Linked DNA regions of Zea mays: region 2 is linked to region 1. Evidence: chromatin contacts called from public Hi-C data. All regions are on one chromosome and are shown on one strand. Each heading gives the region's core, a stretch centred on a gene start, on an enhancer-like site or on the middle of the called end of the contact. The rest is flanking DNA. Distances are from core to core; before and after follow the strand shown. Region 1 holds the start of LOC100278265. Region 2 holds the start of LOC103640914 (NAD(P)H-quinone oxidoreductase subunit U chloroplastic).

Region 1 (4,999 bases), core at 1,247-3,746:
ACTGTCGTGTTCATTGTTTATGTTTCGTTGTTCTTTCCCTTGAGTATGACGCCACCTTGATAGCCCGGGGTAGAATTACCTGCCTATATTTATCGTCCTTGTGGTCTGCAAGAATCATGACGTTATTACTTAGGCACTTATTCATCTTACTATCTGGAAGTGATGTGATTTGTTTTGGTAAGTCGAACGATATAGATTTATCTGTGTTTCATGCGAAATGCACTTAATCTTGGTTGTTGATCAATTCATTAGCTTTTCTCAGCTCGTCTACACCTACTTATCAAGCTGTTCATCTAGGTATCCAATTCCTTGACTGTTGTGATGCTATCAGAGTACAATGGAAGTCTTATGGATGGCACACAACTCCAAGTTATGCTGCTTGATTTTTATTGCAAAAACGCAATCCATGATATCATGTCAGTTCTAAAACAGCAACAAAACACAGCCCACAGCAATCTACTGCATTAATTATTATTTTTGCGGCCCATAAATACTATGCCTATAAACCTGAGCCACTCCGTTCGCTATTCCACTATAGTCAAGCCAGGAGCCAGAAATCCCTCTGCCGCCTGGTGGTGATGAGGTAGCCGCCCCCTCGCCGGCTCTTGCGCCGGACGGCCAGCGCCATGCACGCCGCGTGCTGCACGCAGTAGTCGGCGGCGCTGGTGTAGCCGCCCCCGCCCCCGCCCTTGACGCCGGCGATCCACATGGACAGCAGCCGCCACGTGACGGACCGCTTCTTCTGCCCCACGACGAGGAGCGAAACGCCCTGCTTCCTCGCCGCCTCCACTATCGCCGGCCCCCGGTCCTTGCCGCCCTCCGCCAGCGAAAGTTCCACGCACACCTGGCAGAACAAACACATTATCAGCAGCTTGCATTGGGCACACAGGAGCCAGGAGGCATCCTCCAAGTCAAGCTGGAAATGGGGTGGGGGGACATGATCGATCCTGTCTAGGACGACATGCCTGTACCCCTTTGATGATTAGCACATGCTGCCCCCCCGCTCCCGTTGTTAGCTGTCTGATCTTTGCTTGCGATGGCAGCTCTGTGCTGTTGGCATCTCTCTTTCCCCTTTGATCTGACAGTAACAGGGCCCGCCCCTCTTTTCTTTGCACTGTTTCTGTTTGACATGGAACGAACGCCATGTCTCGTGGGCGTTCCAACGACCTACCACCTGTATGTCTCTATTTATACGGGAATTTCCATCTGCTAACTCACTGCTCGATGGACACTTCTTCGTCTATATATGGTACCCAAAGGTTAAAAAAATGCCATGGAGTGACCCTCCTGAGGTGTCGGCAAAGAGTTTTACAGCATCAGATTCAGAGATCTGTGATGTCACTCCACATTACTCCAGCAACGAAAGGTACAGTCTTGGACGTTTCCACGAATCGCACGGATCAGTAAACAGTGGTCCTTGTTTGGAAACACCACTGTTTACTGATTAGGCAACACGATAAGTATCTGTCAAGAATACTTGTTATCGTAGGTACGCAGACATGCCATGCGTCAACAACTGAATCTTACTATCGTACATTAATTGGATTCTGTTGCATGTACGCACCAAAGAGAACGCAACTTGTTCAACACATACTACTTGTTGTACCATCCCAAAGAGGTCAATTATTTGGGAGGAGGAAGGACCAGGGTACAGTTATTATGGGCTATGGGATGGATGCCATCAGATCAGGGACTCGACAGTCGCTAAGCCATTGAATGCGTACCAGTTGTAGCTTTGGAACGCCAACATCAATGCCAATCTTAATCTTTGACGTCACATTTAGTTAGGTGATGTTTGAATGCACTAAAACTAATTAGCTAAAAAAATTGCTAGTGTAATCAGCTAGTTAAATATTAGTTAATTTGCTAAACAATATCTCATATCTAAACTATTAGCTAGAGGATGTCTTCAGCTAATTTTGGTGCTGGTTAGTTACCTCTGGTCTCTTGGCCTGGCAGATGCTCCTCAAGGCCTCCAGGTGCGGACTCCCTCTCGGATCGCGTCCTGATCGAGACGACCACGCAACAAAAACAAGGAAGAGCCATCTCCCTCTGTTTTCAAGCACGCGACGGAGCCTGTACTGTAACCAGCAGGACTTAAAATAGATGGTTATTGGTCACACGCAGCTTACGCACGTACGGTTCTTGCCGCTGGCGACGTCGAGCAGGACCACCGTGTCGCAGGGCCGGACGGCGTGCGACAGCGCCCACTGCAGCGCCGTGCGGGCCTCCTCGCCGCCGCCGTCCGCCGCCGCCACCATCACCTTCCTCCCCACGACGACGGCCTCTGCGCTGCCCTTCTCGTTAGCCTCCTCCCACTCGTCCTTTTGCTTGCCATCCTTTAGGGACCTGCTCTCTCCGCCGCCGCCGCCGCCGCCGTCGTCCTTGTTGGCGCATATCGATGGAGGCGCGGCGGTGGACGCGGTGCCGCCGGACCTGATCCGGTGGAGGCAGAAGGAAGAGAGCGGCCTGGACATGGAGGATGCTCGCTCGTTTGCAGGGCGAGTGTGTGTGAGTGAGCTTATTATTCAGCGCTCTCAGTCTCAGGTGAAGAGAGAGGGCAGAGTGCCAGAGTGGCATGGCGCAGACCAATTAGTACCGGCTGGCATGTGGGCCCGGCGCAAGTGTAGGGGCAAAACCGTAAGAAGTACTCGGCGAACTGGTCAATGATCAATTTTACGTTGGCTGGTGGGTGGTGAGACTGGTGACTGGTGCGTGCGCCTTTTCTTTTCATTTAGCTATATTCTATGCATTTTTGCCTTTCCCAGCTGATGAGGGGGCCTCATGCAGCAGGCCGTTCCCAGCTGTGCGACGAAAATCATCAGGTGAATTTGGTACTAAATTACATTCAGTTAACCACAGTTGAATTGATTAATTAACATACCGACCCCTTTATAATAATAAGCTGAGCACAGCATCATGCATGCCCAATAAACAGATCTTTACACAATAATTTAACAGATTTACCATCATATATATGTACACATTATCTAAACCTGAAATTTCAAACGTGTGCTGTCTATATATTTCTTTGGTACGTAATCCCTATATATCAAACAAATCATGCACTAATTTAGGGCATTATTCTGTCAGTCAATCATCATGGCCCACACACGGATCTTAGCTTCAAATAAATCCTTATCTTATCCTAGCCTTTTTTGTTTGGCCAGAAAGGGCTGGCAGTGTGGCATGATTTGGTGACAAAAATGCAGGCATGTTTTGACAGTGTGTGTGTCCTCATCATTGCCATCTACATCAATATATAAATATATATATGTGTGTGCACATATTCCGTTTGTCTGCGTTAATTACATCACCGACAAGGCCGGCACAGCTCTGGGCTTGTTGCTATGCGTGCACTCATGACAGCACCATAGTACACGGGTCCTCATCTGGTGGGTTTCTTTGTGATCGATAGATAGCCGTGATAGTACGTAGTGTGGTTTTCTTTTGAACAAAAGTTGCATTTTGATAGCGGCATCATGATGGCACTTTTCACATAAGAGTCAGATGTGGCACTAGAAGATGGACATTTGAATTGTGTTGTGCCACTTTTAGGCTCTGTTTGTTTTTTCTCATAGATTATATATAAACTGGATTCTAGTAGAATAATAGTAGGAAAAATATTACTTTAGAACCATAAATAAGCTAGGTTCCAAAATAATATTTTATCTACCTATCCTTTCATCATAATCCAATTTATATAATTTAGAAGGGAAATAAACATATCGTTAGCATAAAAGAGAGAGCGGCTAGGTTGTAATCATCATCAACAACCCCAGGGTTCCACTTACATGACTATGATGTAGAAGTCGTTCTTGAAGTTCATTCATCAATGCATGTTTTCTTGTTTTTTTTTTGGTTCAAAATAGCTTCGTTCCTTCATAATAGAAAAAGAACTTCGTTCTATACATGCTCGCAGGAAACAGACCTCTCTCTATATATATAGTTTTTTTATTGAATTCTTTGTGATGACATCTTGAGTCCTTAACAAGCATTTGCTCACACTACCATGCATGCCAAATGTCAGCATCAGCCTATAATTTATTTCGGCAAAGACCTGGCAAATAATTTCAGTGACTAGCTAGGGTCTAGAGAACCGATAAGCCAAGGTAACGGCAATATATATAGTTATCATGGATCATCTAGGACTGTTGTCGAACTTCGTTTTTTTATTAGGCCCCGTTTGTTTCCTTTCATTTTGAGAAATTAGAATCTTACTAATGGAATAGGCTATTTTTTTAGAATGTGACATTCCACTACTTTCCAAAGTTATCATATTAGCCTATCTCAAATTCATGGGGTGAGAGATGGAAATTGATTCTATAGATTTACATACTATTTTTCCGATGCACAACTTATAGCACACTCTTCTACTTGCTTCGATATAACATAAATGTAGTATATAACTATCTCTCTCATATGATTTAGGATAATATTCAAATATATTACATATATAAATATATGAACTTAATTAGTTTTGTCCAAATTATAGTTATTAAAATGGAATTCAATTCCAACGAAACAAACGGGGCCTTAGGGTTATTAGGGGCTGTGTACATCCGTTTACTGTCTTTTGGTTTTTGAGGAATTGAAATCTACTTAAATGACTACACTATTTGAATTGAAATTTAACATTCTACAACCTTTAAAGTTCATAACCCTTAGCTCAAGGGCAGACGTTTTTTCTTAACGATCTTAATCCTTAACCCTAATGCCAAATATGAGTATTAAATATAGTCTAATTACAAAAATAATTATATAGACTAAATAATGATATAAAAAATTTAAGTCTAATCTATCATCAACAAATATTTACTGTAGCATCACATTAGCAAATCATGGAATAATTAGGGAGCGTTTGGGAGAGCTTTCACAGCTCTGCTCCCAGCGAGAATCACTTCTAGAAGAGCCATTGGCAATTTTGCCATTATCATTTGTGGGCTTCGCCAGTATGCCATCGGACCCACAAATCATAGACACAGACGGTCCCACCAGT
Region 2 (5,505 bases), core at 2,783-5,282, 910 kb before region 1:
TTTTAGTCCTCTTATGATTCATTTAATGTGTATTGAATAGTTTTAGGTTATGTTTGGTTTCTTTAGTTTAGGGACTAAAGTTTAATTCGTAACCTGTTTGGTTCTAGGGACTAAAATTAGTAAGAATATATTAAATGACTCATAAGAACACTAAAATGACCTTTACCGTTCTTCTGATATTAATACAATTGAACTAAATGAGAGGCAAATGTGGAATTAATATGGTTTAGTCCCTTTTAGCCACATCTTGAGAGACTAAAACAGTTTAGTCGCTATTTTAGTCCTACCGTTTGGTAATTTAGGAACTAAATGAGACTAAAATGAAGGGACTAATCTTTAGTCCTCTCAAACCAAACGAGGCCTTAGTCCCTAGAACCAAACAGGGTAGTGATTAAACTTTAGTCTCTTAACTAAACTTTAGTCCCTGGACTAAAGGAACCAAACGAGACCTTAGTTGTTTAGTCACTAAAGGGTGACTAAAGTAAGATTTTTACCTCATTTGGCCTCTTTAGTCACTAAGGGGTGACTAAAGTGAGATTTTTACTTCACTTGGCCTCTTCTCTTTTTCCGTGCAGCAGGCCGCCACTAATTAATAGTGGTAATGCAGTCATTAGTCAGGTTTAGTCACTGAAACCAAACGGGGTACTTAAACTAAACTTAGTCACATGACTAAAAAACCAAACGGGACTTAGCGTCATTGATACGGTACGGATCAGTAAAAGAACTGCAGGTCCAGTAGTATGTGTTTTGTTTGAAAATGGGCATATACTTAATTCAGGATTGTGAAAACTCCAGGCACAAGATTCACGACTTCAATCTGTGCAGAACGTGTTGTTATATGTTTCGGCTAATTGCCAAGAGCATGGCATGTACATCCATATGCTTCTGTGCACACAACAGCGTCATTGATGTACATGGCAGAGAGATTATTGGATTACAATTCATGTTCTTTTGGGGAGAAAATCTTCATTTGTTGAGGGCCACCGAGAGGCCAACAGAGAGTATGAACCACGCCAGTAAGAAGTAGCCAACGAGCTTGGTTGGGAACTCATCTTCTGGTTCCTGTTTCATCAATCATGCAACACATTTAGCTAAGTTATGCACAACAAAGAGCAACATTTCGGATGAATTTTATCCTTTGTTAGTAGTTCAAGGAAACAACTTCCGAGCAGACTAGTGAAAATTTGCAATTTCAAAAGTGACATTGCTTGTTTCTGTATCATTAACATGTTGGACCTACGTGTCATCCTCACAATCAATAGACATTCTCAAAACAGCATCATTAATTCATTATGGATTAACATTTCTCCACTTTTTCCATCTTTTTATCTGAAGGCAATAAATTCTTTTATTGACCTATTTGTACCAAGTGAGCTACTTCAGACTCAAAATGGATCCATAATTCCATGGCCCAACTAAATATAACTATAGCCGGTTTGTCTTGTTTTGCATTAACAGTTTCATTCGTGCAACGTTTAGAAGCTACAATTCCTAAGAAAATCATGGATCACGTTGAGTAAAAAGGTTTTCCAAAGGAATATTAAAAAAACTTTTTAAAAGGACAAGTCATCCTCATAAAACCACAGTTTTGCTTTGAACTGATGCGAACCTTTGGAGGATCTGGTGCCAACTCCAATGGATCAACTTCAAATGGCCAGACATATCGCTCAGGCTGTCCACTTCTTGACAAGCTCCAATCATATAATCTTCGTTCTTCCTCGGTTGATAGTATAGTAAATGATTCCTACAATGGCGCATATATGATTGAAGCACAGGAAATGAGTGAAGTGAGGCATTATGACTCCTGATTTATGCTGAGAACCTTTAGGAGCTCATGTTCCTTGTTAAGCTCCTCTTCTTCTAGTTCTTTGCTATTTAGTTCTTCACACATCTTCTCGTACGCAGCTTTTACCTGTTTCAAGGCCAAACTCAGTTACTAAGGGTTGTTTGGTTTGAGGAATCACCCCATCCTAGATGAGGTGGTACACCATGAGTTCATCTCATGATTTTTTGGTGGAATTATCCTGTTATTAGCTTTTTAAGGATGAGGTGGTGGAGAATCAACCCATCTATTCCACCACCAAACAAAAAAACGAGAGGAGAAGATGATGGACCATTCTCAAACCAAACATACCTTAAAGGATCTTAGTACTCAGCAGAAAGTATCTACCAACTAGTGATCAAATAATGGCAGTTCATGAAGTTTTTAAGTAGTAAACAAAGTATACAAGTAAAATTGTTCCTGCAAATCTAAAAGGGTACAAGACTGACTTATCCAGTCTCTGGATTTCAGGCTCTGGATTTTTGGTCTCTATGAGCTAAATGAACGAATCACAATGCACGTGATGACCATGCAAATTTAGTTTATGCATATATCTGGTTGTTTTAGACTCCAGAGCTAACTGAATCTCAATAGTGTATGGTTTGGGCTTTTAGCTTGAATACTCACCAAGATATAGCTAAAAGTTTCTTTGGCACAGATTTTCAATATTAGAATTGAGTGCTCAAATATACATATTCCAAAAGATAGTCATTGTGAACATAACATCATAGCGTAGCTATAATACTATCTAACTTTAGCATGTTTGTCAGTTGCAAGTAGGAAGCTGGCTATAATGGAGCTAGTCACTGTTATTGTTGGGTACCAACTTGAGTTTGCAAAAATTTGCCGGTCTTTGCATCTACCAGGTACTTTGTTAATGCCATTGTATTGATATGCATAATTGCATACTATTTCAGCGGTAGGCCAATAGCACAGTGGTATGGAGATTGTTTAGCCTCATTATTTAACTGGTCAAGGTGAAAGGGCCTCTACCTGAGTTGATTAGGTGGTCTAAATAACACTCCTCAGATATTGAATTGAACTCTAGCAAATTTCAAGCTGAGGCTGAGTGAGAGGGTCTTCTTCTTAATGCAAATACCGAAGGAGTCTAGAGCTAAAGCTCATGGGATCCTTTAAAAGAAAGAAAAGAACTACACTTGTGGACAATTTCAATCTACCTCATCAGTAGAAGCTAGCCTGGTGACTCCAAGCCTCCCATAGTGGTCAGCATCTGTAATTGCTGCAAGTTTGGGGAAATATTGTTCAATATACAACAGTAGTGTGCAAAGCAGAAACATCCTCCAGGCATAACATTGTGGCTTAATTAACTTCCTGCACAAGGGAACTTACAAATGCCATTATATCACACTATATATCCATGTGGCAACTCACTATACATTTAACATAAATTAATCATCATCCAAAGTTATCCACTACATGAAATCCTACAATAATTGAAAAGGGGACTAAAACAATATCGGTATACAGACACTTCAGCATGCTACACCAAACAAACATCATCCAGTGCAAATGAATTATCAGTAAGCACTATACGGACATCCACCCTCCCTTATTTTTTCACCGAGATACTTTACACTTTTCGTTGCCGCATAACATTGTAACCCTGTTAGAATCTAAAATATAAATGCTTCAAATAAAGCGCCTCAGTCCCCAAACTGAAAATTTCTAAGCAGCTTGGCTTCACCCAATTCACATGCCAACAACAACAACAGATGAGTCGAACGCGTCAAATGAATCAAGAAAGACGCACCGAGGCCGCGCATCGCCTTCTGCACGTTGTCCGCGGAGATGAGCGAGTAGGGCGGCCGCGTGGAGGTCGCGGCGCCTCCGGCAACGTCTGTGCCAGCGTCGGGGTCCCCCTCCAGCTCCGCCACCGCAGAGGCACCCTCCGAGGCCGCGGCCCCGCCATCGGCAGCGGCGGCGCACCGCGTACGGCACGACGCCGCGGCGGCGGCGAGTCCGAGTCGGGTGGAGAGGCGGAGACGGCGGGGGGCCAGTGTGGAGTACGTGGAGGAGGAAGGAGATGCGGCGGGCGCGAAGACGTGTGGCGCCGGAGGGGAGGGGATGCCGACGGCGGCCATGGCGGAGACGAGGATGGGAGTCTGGGACTGGGAGGAGCAGAGCGCGGGAGATAAGGGAGGAGGGGATGGAAATAAACGATTTCAACTTTTCCCTTTTTCTTATTTCGCATCTTATTTAATTTTCAAAGTTACATGCAATAAATAAAGTTGAATGCGAAGTCTTTGGACCATGTCCGCCACTGCAGCTGCATTGTCCAACACTGAACCGCTGCATGCCTGCAGCGCAGTGTTGTAATCTGTTTACTGCCAGGTGGTTTAATTCAACTGGTTGGACCTAGCCAGGCGCTAGCTCGTTGATTCACTTGTCTAAAATTTGGCTGTTTTTTTCAATGTCTCAGTCTAAGGCTGTATCCAGCAGCAGATGGTGCGTATAAATGTTCATGCAAAACAATCCTTTATATTGTAAATAGTGCTATTTGTAGAATAAAGTTTTCAACAGGATGTGAGATAGAATGAGATAGGAACTCAGATAACCTAAACGGTTGATGAGAGGTACTATCACGGAAGGCGCCATAGATATGGAGTTTACTTCTCAAACCAATTCCTTTCAAATCTAGTAAAATTAAATTTCTTGTTTGGATCCTTCAAATCTGAGACAGTACAAAATTTAGCAAAACTGCAAAAGTACATGCTCATGTCCCACAAGACCCGAAGGCATCTTGTAAAGGGAGCTACAAAACTACGAGCACTGAGGTGAAAGCTGTTATTCATCAACTGTGAACTTTCAAGTTAGATCAGGGATCTCCAACCACACAGAAGACTGAAGGCCATGACTTGCACAAGGGACCCAAAACCAGTGGTCGCCAAAAATCCAGTCTCTCATAGTGGTAGCTGCATCTTCTTAAAAACAATTATAGCGATAATTGGACCTGCAACATCTCCCAAGGCACAACCTGCAAGATATAAAAAAAAAGTACAGTTAAGCGATGTTACTTTGAACTGACGCTAATGCACTGACCTTATTCTGCTAGCTCAAAGTGAAACTTTAAAATATATATGTATTCCTATTAAATGAATGCTTGCAAAAGTATTGTGTAGTGTCTTAGTATATGCACTCAAGACAGAAGGGAAATTATGACTCACCCAACCATTGTCCATGCACTGGATGCACGAGGGCACCAATGCCTGCTCCAGCTGAGGCCAAAACCAAAGAGAAACAACTTTTGATGGTAATCCCATAAATCTTCCTCCCAAACAATCTGAATTTATTCATATCGTCAAACTGTTCATTGCCGTCGCTTGATAGTGCTTCACAGTCCTCACTAGGCTTACGGATGAAACATCTGTATACTTCAATTATGGATTGCACTACCCAAGCAGCGGTTATTCCCAGTGCATGTGCTGTCCAAACAAAAAAGTTGAGAGAACTCTCAATGGAAAAAGAAGAAACCCAATACAAGCAAATCAGACCTCGGAAAGTTGTTCTGGCAACACAGTATGTGTACTGTGGAGTTGGCATCCCCCTTGCAGCTTTCCTTTTTGATGATTTTGAAGCATCTATTGAAATATAATTAGATATAGTTTGCATAAAAATTGTGATAATAATAAGCCATAAATTGAAACAAATGAATTGGGAGATGA

Evidence for each region. A called contact is a pair of places that touch in the nucleus more often than the background predicts.
Region 2: a contact with region 1 is called in a Hi-C map of leaf, with 4 times the contacts expected there. The contact joins the promoter of LOC103640914 here to the promoter of LOC100278265 in region 1. A contact is called at or near these places in 3 of 25 Hi-C or Micro-C datasets (endosperm, leaf and tassel).

The regions. Positions count from the first base shown.
Region 1 is chr10:17,844,630-17,849,628 of Zm-B73-REFERENCE-NAM-5.0, reverse strand. LOC100278265 reads right to left here and starts at 2,496. Exons shown (of 3, transcript NM_001294252.1): 1 at 2,141-2,496; 2 at 1,938-2,005; 3 at 371-844. The coding sequence starts at 2,477. The coding sequence ends at 539. It overlaps LOC100282332, which reads left to right. Exons shown (of 11, transcript NM_001155244.2): 11 at 1-261.
Region 2 is chr10:18,758,178-18,763,682 of Zm-B73-REFERENCE-NAM-5.0, reverse strand. LOC103640914 (NAD(P)H-quinone oxidoreductase subunit U chloroplastic) reads right to left here and starts at 4,032. Exons shown (of 5, transcript XM_008664356.3): 1 at 3,594-4,032; 2 at 3,001-3,062; 3 at 1,823-1,912; 4 at 1,610-1,744; 5 at 746-1,062. The coding sequence starts at 3,924. The coding sequence ends at 967. It overlaps LOC100276490, which reads right to left. Exons shown (of 6, transcript NM_001150264.2): 4 at 5,335-5,421; 5 at 5,008-5,265; 6 at 4,470-4,817. The coding sequence ends at 4,744.